Regions from separate parts of the Sus scrofa genome. Here region 2 is linked to region 1. The links are chromatin contacts, called in public HiChIP or PLAC-seq maps. All regions are on one chromosome and are shown on one strand. Each heading gives the region's core, a stretch centred on a gene start, on an enhancer-like site or on the middle of the called end of the contact. The rest is flanking DNA. Distances are from core to core; before and after follow the strand shown.

Evidence for each region. HiChIP or PLAC-seq counts read pairs in DNA pulled down with a chosen protein or histone mark.
Region 2: an H3K27ac HiChIP or PLAC-seq map of alveolar macrophages shows a contact between it and region 1. The contact joins two enhancer-like sites.

Annotation. Positions count from the first base shown.
Region 1 is chr9:48,367,149-48,373,082 of Sscrofa11.1, forward strand. It overlaps SC5D (lathosterol oxidase), which reads left to right. Exons shown (of 5, transcript XM_003129944.4): 3 at 575-707; 4 at 3,152-3,252; 5 at 3,608-5,243. The coding sequence ends at 4,063. It overlaps LOC106504896 (a long non-coding RNA gene), which reads right to left. Exons shown (of 4, transcript XR_002335693.1): 3 at 5,762-5,903; 4 at 3,759-5,307. Among named protein-coding and RNA genes, the nearest start is that of SC5D, 13 kb to the left of the region's middle. Within about 2 kb of position 2,968, at least 2 of the 83 cell types and tissues checked have an H3K27ac peak or open chromatin away from gene starts, as enhancers often do. A contact at or near this core is called in alveolar macrophages, where this site is marked.
Region 2 is chr9:48,515,279-48,521,212 of Sscrofa11.1, forward strand. It overlaps SORL1 (sortilin-related receptor), which reads left to right. Exons shown (of 50, transcript XM_021063014.1): 5 at 1,891-2,052; 6 at 3,616-3,683. Among named protein-coding and RNA genes, the nearest start is that of SORL1, 83 kb to the left of the region's middle. Within about 2 kb of position 3,158, at least 2 of the 83 cell types and tissues checked have an H3K27ac peak or open chromatin away from gene starts, as enhancers often do. A contact at or near this core is called in alveolar macrophages, where this site is marked.

The DNA of each region.
Region 1 (5,934 bases), core at 1,718-4,217:
ACTATTTTTCTTTTTAACTTTAAACCTAGTCTTGGGTCTTGGTAGATACATAGGCAAGAATTTATTTGCTAATAGTGATGAAGAAACAAATGTATACATTTGTATAATTGTTTTAATATTTGACTTTCACAAACTGAAACATGCTTTTACTATGTATTTATTTTTTGACCCAGTAGTCCAAACTCTGTAGATGTAGACTTGTTAACAGTCACTTTGCTAATTCAATTACATGTATTTGTCAGTCACTGTAAGGACTGAAAAAAAAAATGGAGCGGGTTGGGGATGGAACTAAACTATGAAAGAAATGATTATTCTGTAAATAGAAATTTGGAATAGAGATTTTATGGGAAGGAAAAGAAGTTTCAGAATTTAAAAAATTTGTTGCATTTGCTTAGGACGAAGGAATGTTTTTCTTACACACCCTTGCCCACATATTAATATTTCAGTAGAAGCAATTTGGAGGTAAGCTCCTTCATATAAAAGACATTTTTTAAATCCAATCCAGAACAATTTTATGCTAGTTTTGTTTAACCTATATTTTGTGATTGGTAAGTGTAGGAAACTTCATTTTCAGAATCAAGTCTATCGCGAGATTATGCATTCTGTCAAATCAATGCCATGGATAAGCCTTCCCACCGTTTCACTGTTTCTGCTAGAAGTGAGAGGTTACAGCAGATTATATGATGGCGTAGGAGAGTTTCCATTCGGTGAGTACGTTATATAAATGTCAGGCACAGGTTGGTTTCTCTACAGAAACCAAATTTGCCTTTTTTTTCCTTTGGAAATAACTAGGAACTGTTCAGTTGTTTTCAGTGTTCTGCTTTTACACATTCATGTCTTGACACATGTGCATTTCTTTCATTTCATTTGTCAATTTTACAGTCTTTTGTTGTGGATGAAATTATGCTTGGGGAAGATTGATATAATCAGAGCCAGACCCTTGAATTTGTTTCCTGTTATCTTCATTGAATTCAAACATGAAAAAAAATTATCAAGTAGTACATGATATTTATAGAAAATTGGCAGACACAGATTTTAAAAAATCCATCATCCTGCTACCTAGAAACTCTTAACTTGTTTGGTGTATCTCCTTCCATTTTTCTCTGCCTGTGTACTTCATTATTTATATAACAAAAAATGAAACACTACTATGCATGCTGGTTTGGACTCTGATTCTTTTTTCCTCTTAGCAGTGTATATGCCAATATTTTCATGTCAGCAAATACTGACATTGTATAGGATCACTTAGTATAGATATCCATAGTTTTATTTGTTTGTTTGTTTTTGTTTTTGTTTTTTTGTCTTTTTTGCCTTTTCTAGGGCCTCTCCCGAGGCATATGGAGGTTCCCAGGCTAGGGGTCGAATTGGAGCTGTAGTCACCGGCCTACGCCACAGCCACAGCAATGTGGGATCTGAGCCTCGTCTGCGACCTACACCACAGCTCACGGCAACACCAGATCCTTGACTCACTGAACAAGGCTAGGGATTGAACCCACAACCTCATGGTTCCTAGTCGAATTTGTTAACCACCGAGCCACAGTGGGAACTCCTATCTATAGTTTATTTAAATGATCCACCATTTTCAGACCTTTAGATTTTTCCTCATTTTTCTGCTACAAATAGTACTGCAATGACTAAACTAATTTTTGTGAAATTCTGGAGTTATTTCATCCAGATACATTTCAGGTATCTAGTATTAGGAAGTAAGAATAATAGTTAACATTTATTGAGTGTTAATATGTACCAGCTCCAGTTCTAAGTTTTTCACATGTATCAATCAGTTTTATTCTACATTAATTCTCTGAGGTAGGTACTACTGTTCTGCTCCATTCATAGGTGAGTAACTTAAGTGTACAGAGAGCTTCAGTAACTCGCCATGCTCACTTAACAAATAAGTGGTAGATCTGAGCCTGGAACCCAAGCTTGCTGGCGTCAGCACCCATGCTCTCTCAGTAAGAGGTTAGTTATTTAAAGGAGGGAATAAAAATTATATACCAGGGTGATGAATTGACTCAACCTTGAAAAGTGGGTCAAATTATGAATAAAAATGAAAGGAACGAGGGCATTCTAGATACGAGTAAAGGTATAGACGTAAGGCTTTGAAGATATTGGGAGGACATTGAGTGATCCAGCCTGGTTAGTTCATGAACAGATGAGGTTGGGAAGATCAGAACAGGTTGGGTTATGGAGTAAATGCTGGGCTTAAGGTGTTTCATGGAAAATAAAACTCAAAGCAGGGGAGGTAATATGTAAAGATATGGGTTTTTTGGGGGGTTTTTTTTGTTTGTTTTTTTTGTTTTTTTGTCTTTTTGCCATTTCTTCGGCCACTCCTGTGGCATATGGAGGTTCCCAGGCTAGGAGGTCTCATCAGAGCTGTAGTTGCCAGCCTACGCCAGAGCCACAGCAACCCGGGATCTGAGCCATGTCTGTGACCTACACCACAGCTCATGGCAACACCGGATCCTCAACCCACTGAGCAAAGCCAGGGATCGAACCCACAACCTCATGGTTCCTAGTCGGATTCATTAACCACTGAGCCATGACAGGAACTCCTAAAGATATGTTTTATGAAGATTAATGTGAAGGAAAAATAAAGAGCATTATTCTCAAACATTTCAATCATAAAGATGCCACAGGAGTATACTTTTTCTGTTTCGTAAATAGCTTGTCTTTTCTTTTTTTTTAGGGCCCTACCCAAGGCATATGGAGGTTCCCAGGCTAGAGGTCGAATCAGAACTGTAGACCTACACCACAGTCACAGCAACGACAGATCCGAGGCACATCTACACAGCTCAGGGCAACACCAGATCCTTAACCCACTGAGCAAGGCCAAGGATCGAACCTGCATCCTCATGGATACTAGTCAGATTCGTTTCCGCTGAGTCATGATGGGAACTCCCCATAAATAACTTCATAGTTTAATTAAGAAATATTTTGGGTGGGTCCCTTCAATTTTTTATGAGAGGGAAGTAAGCAGAGCCCAGGGAGCCAAGGGAGGTGGAGATTGTAACATACTGGATTAACCAAAGCAGATAGTTTACAGTGTTTGGGTCTGGGATCATATTTTGTCTCCTTAGATGGACATATAAAAAGTAAACGCTGATCCTGGGAGCCAAATCTTGATTGTGCCATATCCTGTTGTCTCTTGTAGGCTGGTTTCGACTCCTTGCTAGTGTATTGTCCTTTCTCTTTTTCACTGACATGCTGATCTACTGGATTCACAGAGGCCTTCATCATAGACTTTTATATAAGGTAGAGTCATTTGTAGGGGAAAGACAGAAAATACTCATTTCAGGTACTACTACTACTATTACTGTTGTTATCATCATCATTTCTATTATAAGAGGTATTATTAAATACTCAAGTAGCCATAGTCATGACAGGTACAAGGTACATTTTGTGTGTGTCCTTCTTTATGGGTCTGGAGGGGCTGAGTTAAAATTTTGCTGTTTGGAGATAAAGAAGAGGGGCATTTTATAAAGTAATTTGCTACATTCAAAGAGATGTGTAGCCAGGTCGTTTCCCACAACATGAGCAGGAAAAGTGCAGTGGAGTGTGTCTCGGGGGAAAGTCTGCGACATTAACTTGGTGTCCTTTTCTTCTCTAGCGCTTACACAAACCTCATCACATCTGGAAGATCCCTACTCCATTTGCAAGTCATGCTTTTCACCCTCTGGATGGCTTCCTTCAGAGTCTCCCTTACCACATATACCCTTTCGTTTTTCCCCTACACAAGGTAGTTTATTTAGGTTTGTACATTTTGGTCAATATCTGGACAATTTCCATTCATGACGGTGACTTCCGTGTTCCCCAGAGCTTAAGGCCATTTATTAATGGCTCAGCCCATCATACAGACCACCATATGCTCTTTGACTATAACTATGGACAGTACTTCACGTTGTGGGACAGAATTGGAGGCTCATTCAAAAACCCCTCCTCCTTTGAAGGGAATGGACCACTTGATTATGTGAAGAAGATGACAGAAGAAAAGTTCAGCAACCATGCAGGAAATGGTTGTAAAAATGAAAAATTATTCAATGGCGAGGGCAAAAAGGCTGAGTAGATTATTGCCGAATTACTGAATATTTTTAATCAAGAGAAATAATCTACATATGTACAGCCAAGAGGCCTAGCACGTGAACAGTATCATTTGAAAATCAGAATGGTGGGTCCTGCTGAGGAATGATCATGCTGGTAGGTCAAAAGAACATGCTGTGAACACCAAGGGACTAATGGTGTCTTTCTAGCCAGCAGATCTGCAATTTGTATAGCCTCAACAACAGTTTTTTAAAAGATAGAGGATAAGTTTTTAAGGGGACCAGGTAATGTCCTTTTGCCTTAATTCATCATTATTCATTAAGTAAAATTCATTGTGCTTAATGATATCATGACTAAACACCGTAACAACAAAATACTAATGTAAAGATGGTTCCTTGTTTCAGGAATGAGTTCAGTACATAATAACAACTACTTGTAGTATGTTGTTCAAGTGGAAACATCAGTATGGGGAAAAAATTGTGATATAATAGCAGCTGAGTGACGTGATAGCAGGTGTAATGAGATTATCGTCTTCCTACACACAGAGAACTTAATCTCTGGGGTCATTGTCAAATATTATATTTTACTGATGAACAAATAAATTGGGAATTTTAAAAAATATTAATATTACCATGATTTAATCCAGAACTGGGATTATTTAAAGATTTTGGTAATTATTATTTTAAACCATTATTTAATAAGTATAAAATTATGCAACTCTGAATATATGTAGAAAGGGAAATTTGATACCCAAATAATACATTTGACTCTACTGGGGTTTAGGGGTCTTTTTGGCCAGGCCCAAGGCATGTCAGAGTTCCCAGGCCAGGGATGAACCCATGCCACAACAGCGACCTGAGCCACAGCAGTAACACCACCAGATCCTTAATCTGCTGTACCACAGGGGAATTCCTAATGGTCCTGGTTTTTTAGTTTAACTGATGCACTGCACTTTTGATGTCTCAAAGTTACAATCCTGTGATTTTCTGTGAAAGGAAATTGTTGTCAAATATTTAGGCCTATCGCTTAAGATTAGCTTTAAAATCTTATTTTCTCTCTTTCTTCACTTTTACCCACTTCTTCTGCAAAATTATTTAACAAATATTTTCATAGAGAAATGTCATGTGTTGTAACATAAACATGAAAACATGGTTTGCAAAGGCATTCTGTAAAGTATGTAAAATAAAAGTTGATTATGACTGTTACTCACGTGTATCAGTTGAATATTTTAACAGCACAGAGTCTTCTTTGGACAAATTTTATGTCAGCCTGAAACCACAGAAATGATGTAGATTGTCAAAACTTTTAGCATCCCTCCAAATGCTTGATGTCAAAGGGAGAAAGAGAGAAGTCAGTATCACTTTCTTTGTATATTTCACATCTTTTATTAGATTTGAGTGTCATAAAATTTAATGCTTGGGATCCAAAAGAAAAAAAAATTATTTTTTCTGTTGGAGTTACTGTTCCAGTGTTACTTTACTTAAACATACCAGTATACCAGTTAGTGTTTGTAATGGGTCGGTGCAGCTGTGTGGTTTTCACTAATCCCCACCGCCAACCCCCTCCCTGCCCCTGTGCTCCACTACCTGAGAAAACAAAGAAAATTAAGGGGAAATAAACTTAGTGTTCCGTCATAATGAAGGTTCTCATTTGTTGGCTTTTACTCTTGATCTGTCACAGTTAAAAGTCCTTGATGTAAGGACATTGGGACCTAGTTGTGTACCTTTTCCGAGGTTATTTCTGTCAAGTCCAGTGTGGAAGTTGCTAGTCAATGGAGTTTTCCACAGTCATTTGAGACCCAGGCTCCGTCTATTTCAGGACTTCGCTCTTCTCCCAGTTTATAGAGTCTTCTATGTTGAAGGAGCCTGTGGGGAAAGTGCACACGGAAAATGTGTA
Region 2 (5,934 bases), core at 1,908-4,407, 150 kb after region 1:
TCCAGCTTCTCGTATGTGAAAGTGCAGGCAGCTGTGGAATAGGTTTCTGGAGAAAACTTTTCACACGGAGAGGACCTTCCCTCCTGCTGTAACCAAGCCGGTTTCAGAGCAGAAAGATGAGTCCCATTATTTCTGGGGGACCCTTTCATGCCCTAGATGGTGATGGTCCTCTTAGGATCATAATTATTTTTATCATGTTGCCTTTGGTTCTGGTAGTTTCTGCTCTCACGGCATTTGCTAACCTCTCGAGTTAGATTGAATTAGGTGTCTCTAGAGTTTGGGGTTTTATATTAGTTGCTCTGGAGGAAGCAGAGAATACCTAATCCACATTCCTGGGAAGTTTACAGACTAGATGGGGGAGAGAGAGTGAGAAGGAAAGGAGCCGGAACATAGGAAGCAACGTGCAGACAAGTGCAGAGTGTTCCTATGGGCCTGGCTGTTGGCGTTGAAAGGATTCAGAGCTGAAGCTGGATCTGGAACAGGTAGATTCAATTAGGGAAAGTGTCCTTGGCTGGAGTCCTTTGCATCATTGAGTTCTGGGATGTCAGTGGCTGGGTGTTGGTGGTGCTGGGTCCCCTTTATTCTAGTTTTGGTTCCCAGGCATCCTCTGAGCTACCCTGTACTCCTGGGAGCAGGGGCTGTTCTCCAGCTCTCTGTGCACGAGGCCTGTGCATCTGGCCTTTCCAGCCTTCTTTTTTTGGCCACAGCCGTGGCATGCAGAAGTTCCTGAGCCAAGGCTTGAACCCACACTATAGTAGTGGCAATGCCAGGCCCTTAACCACCAGGCCAGCAGGGTACTCCTTTATTTATTTTTTTTGGCAGCCTTATTTTCTGATATTTCCCTCAGGCTCTCAAGACTGTCATCAAACCTGTGATGTATTGTTTTTTTGTTTTTGTTTTTCCCCATGCTGTATTTTTTTTTCCCCCTCCTCTTCTGGTCCCAAACTCAGACTGCCCTTGACTTGGCCTGTTCCTTCCCTGCGAAAGTCTTGCCTGCCCTTCAAGGCCCAAATCTCCCACAGAGTCATGTCTGATCTTCCAAACCGGAGCTGACCTGCAGTCTGTGCTTTCCTAGGACTCCGTCCATGGTTTCTCAGTTAATCTCATTTTCCTTGAACGATAGTTGTCTGGGGACATGTCCTTCTCCCACGTTAGGTGGAAGATGCCTGAGAGGAAGGCTCCTGTGTTTTCTCTGGGCCCCGCCCCCCGCATCTGGTCCAGGGTGACCATTCTGTGCACATTTGTTAACTTGAATCGCTTCTTTCCTTTCCCCTTGAGGACTCTTCAGGCCAGCAGTCACTCCCTGGCCAGACTGGTTCAGGGTCACTCACCTGTGTGGAAGTGAAGGTGAGGCACCTGCCGGCCTGGGGTGCCCCAGACTGTGTCTGCCAGCCCCAGGGGCAGCTGGGTCCTCAGAGCTGCCCATTCACCTGGCAGAGCAGCAGGAAGGAGAAGTCAGCTTTCCGGGTGGGCGTGAGGTCGTCAGCCTTCCTGGGAAGGCGGGGGAGAGTGCAGCAGGCCCGCCCGTGTGCAGCCGGCCTTCTCTGTCCAGCCTCCTGCAGCCACCTTCTGCTTCAGACCCCGGGAGCCCCTGGGGAGTGAGAAAGGCGAGGCGAGTGAAGGAAAAAATAGAAAGTCTTGACCAGCTTCATCGCCTGGTCAGACAGGAGCACCATCGGGCTTCACCCCAGCCTGTCTGCACCCAGCCCCGAGCCAGGCCTTGGGTGGTGCCACCAGCATCTCTTTGTTGCTGGAGAGATGGCAGGAAAGCCATGAGTCTGCTGGCTGGTCCCTGGCCCCTGCACGTGGGTGTGGCCAAACACTGTCGGGGTCGGGGTGTTGGGGGGTCCAGCCAGGCCCTGCTCTGAGCGCGCCTCCTTTCCCTTGCAGTACATCTTTGCAGACGCTTATGCCCAGTACCTCTGGACCACGTTTGACTTCTGCAACACCATCCAAGGCTTCTCCATCCCATTCCGGGCAGCCGACCTCCTCCTGCATAGTAAGGCCTCCAACCTCCTCCTGGGCTTTGACAGGTCTCACCCCAACAAGCAGGTAAGAGAGCTTCTGGAACACGGAAGAGGCGGGGCTCCTCGAGTGTGGCCTGCCTGGCCTTCCTGTGACCTCCCCTGGCCCCTCCTCCTTCTCTTCTTTGGAGCTATTGTTGCGCTTCCCGTGGCTGAGGACGAACATCTCCCCCTGGCATGCTTGGTCTTCATCCCAGCCAGGAAGCAACACCTAGGCCTTGGCAGGCCCTGTTAGTTACACATCAGGCCCTTGCGGTGCAGGTGCACCTTTGTTAGTCCTGGGGGTCATCGGGGCTCTGGAATTGAACCCGAGAGCTGGGTAGAGAAGGCTGGCATCTGAGCTCCGCTGAGACCGCTTGTCAAATTTCTACCCTTCCCACCCTCCACTCTAAACAGACTGCCTTTGCTTACCATTTATTTGAAAGTACCATTAATTTTAAGTCTTGTGCATGTGTGCGCGCGCATGTGCATGTAATACAAATGTGTGTTTTCTTCGTGTAACCTGGATGCGAAGGAAAGGTGATGGATGGGCAGAAAGCCTGAGTAAGATGTTTATCTCAAGGGTGAAACTTTTGCCAAGTCAAGAGTATTGATCTGGCGTAATCCCGTGAAACCTGTCGATCCTGTTGGGTTTGTGATGAGTTTCAAACAGCTTTGCCCAGAGGAACCTCGGAAGTTTCTTTTGCTTTGCAGGTTGTTTGATCAAAACATGATCTGTTTATCTTCGCTTGCCTTAGGGAGTAACCTAAGTATGGGCTGGGTCGGTTTACTGGTTTACCGGTGTAGGTGGATTAGTGTTATTTTTGGTCTCCTGTTTCTTACTCCCTGGTCCCTATGGTCGCAAGAACCTGCAGGTTTTGTGTCTGAAAGTTGAGGGGCTTTGTCAAAGATCGGCAGGTCAGCCACACCTTGTGTATTCAGTGGATTCCCTTTGGTGCTCTTTTGAGCCTGTGTTTAGCCAGAGTCCTCTCCATTCAGCTTTGATCATCGTGGCCCATGATGGTTTTTTTTTTTTTTTTTTTTTTTTTTTCTTTCTTTCTCTTTTTTGGCCACCCTGCAGCATATGGAGTTCCCGGGCCAGGGATCAGATCTGAGTCATAGTTGCAACCTACACCACAGCTGCTGCAGCAGGGGTGGATCTTTAACCCACTGTGCTGAGCCAGGGATGGAACTTGTGTTCCAGTCCTTCAGAGACACTGCCAATTCTGTTGTGCCATGGCGGGAACTCCATTTTCTCTCTCTTTTTTTAAGGATACTGTTTCCCAGGCAAGAAGTACCGAGTCTAATCCTTTTGTTTTAACCATCGTCTGAGGGCCGGTTTCTGGTAATTTATAAGTCAAGTCACAATCATTTTTCCTTTCTGTTGCTGTGGAGAACTTGGTAACTTGGAGAAGGCGGCACAGGTGATCTGTCCTACCTTCCCCAACCCTACCTTGGGATAACCAAGCTGGCCTACATGATCTGAATGCCTGTCTTTATAGGCGGCCTATCATCAGGGTGGGGTTTCTGTGGATGTTGGCTGGCGATGCCGTTTGGGCATCTTACGTCATATCTCTGGCATCGTGACCACTTCTCTCTTTGGTCTTTGCAGCTATGGAAGTCAGATGATTTTGGCCAGACCTGGATCATGATTCAGGAACATGTGAAATCCTTTTCTTGGTAAGTCGTGCCATCTAAGAAACGAGTTACATAATTTCCTTGCATCAGTTCTAGCTCCTGCATGGAGGGCAAACCTGCCCTCAGCTGAAATGTGAAGCAGCTGGTTCAGGAAATACACATTCCAGACCTGGAATTGGAGCTGTAGGGATAGTAGACTCACCAGGGGGGATGAGAAAGGAAGGTTACTTGTGAGAGGAGTGATTTTTTTTTTTTTTTTTTTTTTTTTTTTAGTATATCAGGGAACCCAGGGCAATCTTGCAGCTCTTGTATATATTAGACTTTCTAAAAGAACTTCATTTTTGGAGCCATATAAAAAGTGAGGATCTTTCTCTGAAGTTCATTCATTTGTGGTGTTCCCATTGTGGCTCAGTGGAAACCAATCCAGCAGTACCCATGAGGATGTGGGTTCAATCCCTGGCTTCGCTCAGTGGGTTAGGGAATCCGGCGTTGGTGTGGGCTGTGGTGTAGATCGCAGATGCAGCTGTGATTTGGTGCAGCTGTGGTGTAGGCTGGCATCTGTAGCTCCATTTTGACCTCTAGCCACGAGTGTGGCCCTAAAAAGGAAAAAGCAAAAACAAATCATTCATTTGTTCATTTATAACGTGTTTTTTTGAATGTCTGCTTAATATAAAGCATGCTGGGTTCTTCAGAGTATAAGAAGTTGGATAATTGACGGATACAGTTATTAAGGCGATTGCAGTTATAGGAGATTAAAAAAAGACATTTTATGCATATAACACACCTGAAAGAAGCATAGGGAGTTCCTGCTGTGGTGTGGTGGGTTAAGAAACCAACTGCAGTGTCTTGGGTCACTGCGGAGGTGTGGGTTTGATCCCTGGCCCAGCACAGTTGTTTAAAGAATCCAGTGTTGCTGCAGCTGTGGCTTGGATTCAGTCCCTGGAACTACCATATGCTGAGAATATGGCCATAAAAAAGAAAGAAGAAAGCACAAGAGTTCCCTTGTGGCATAGTGGGTTAGGGATCTGGTGTTATCTGCTGCAGTGGCTCTGGTTTAATCCCTGGCCTGGGAATTTCCACATTCTGTGAGTGTGGCGGAAAGAAAGAAAAAGAAAGAAAGAAAGAAAAGCACAGAAGTCAGAGGAGGGAGCTACACCTTTCAGATAGGAGGATCATGGGAAGCTCCACTGAGGAGGTGACCGTTGATCCAGGATGTGCATGACAGGTAGGATGTGGCTGCGTGCAGGTGTGCAGGGTGGGAATTCTAGATGGGAACAGAATGGCCAGAAGCGGAGATGAGACACAGTGGTCCTTGGGTAGAGAACACTGAGTCTTATTTTTGGACAGTGTAGTGGGTGAGGTTTGGAAAGGGATATTGGTATCAGAATCTGCAGTGCTCGATAAAGGAATATGGGCTGAATTCTGAGGGCAGTGGGGAGCCATTGTAGGGTTTTGAGAAGGAAAGTGAAATCAGCAGAGCTACCCTTTAAGAAGTACAGTTGTTTCTGGTCATAGTTGCTTCTGAGCTTTTACTGTTACAGGGATGAGGTATATAGTCTTGAATATGTGAATTGTACGTACGCTGATGAATGTGTAGGACGGATTTCCAGGAGTAGACGCGGCGAGTCAGTGAGTCAGTCACCCCATGCACACCTACCAGACTTGACACCTCTTGACCTTCACCGCCCTGAATCAGCTCGACCCCGTTTCCCTTTCTGGTTGCTCAGGTCAGAACCTCTGAGTCATCACTGATTCCATGTTTGTGTCATGCTTCCCATCCAGCCTATCAGGAAATCCTGTTGGCTCTACCTTCAGTATATATCCAGCAGCCTCTACTCAGCTTCTGCTTAACTCCAACCACTGTTGCCACTCATTAGTCATCCACCTGGTCTTTCTGCTTCTGCTCTTGTCCTTCTTCCAGTGGTTCTCAGAACATGGCCATTTTGATCCTGTTAAAAACAGGTCAGATCATGTTCTTCTTTGAACGCTTCAGTGTGCATCATCATTGTTCTCAGATTAAGTGCCAGCTACATTCCTATCACAGGGCTTTTGCACTTGTTATTTTCTCTGCCTAGAATGCTTTTACTAAAGACATACTTAGGGCTTTCTCCTTTACCTCCCTCAAGTCTGCTCAAATAACACCTAAATGAGCCCTATCCTAAGGAACCTATTAAAATTGCAACTCTTCCCCTGTCATTTCCAATCCTCTGTAGTTTGATATATTTTTTTTTTTTTTTTTTTGCATAGCACCTATCACATCCTAATATACTCTTTTTTTTCCTTTTTACAGCCA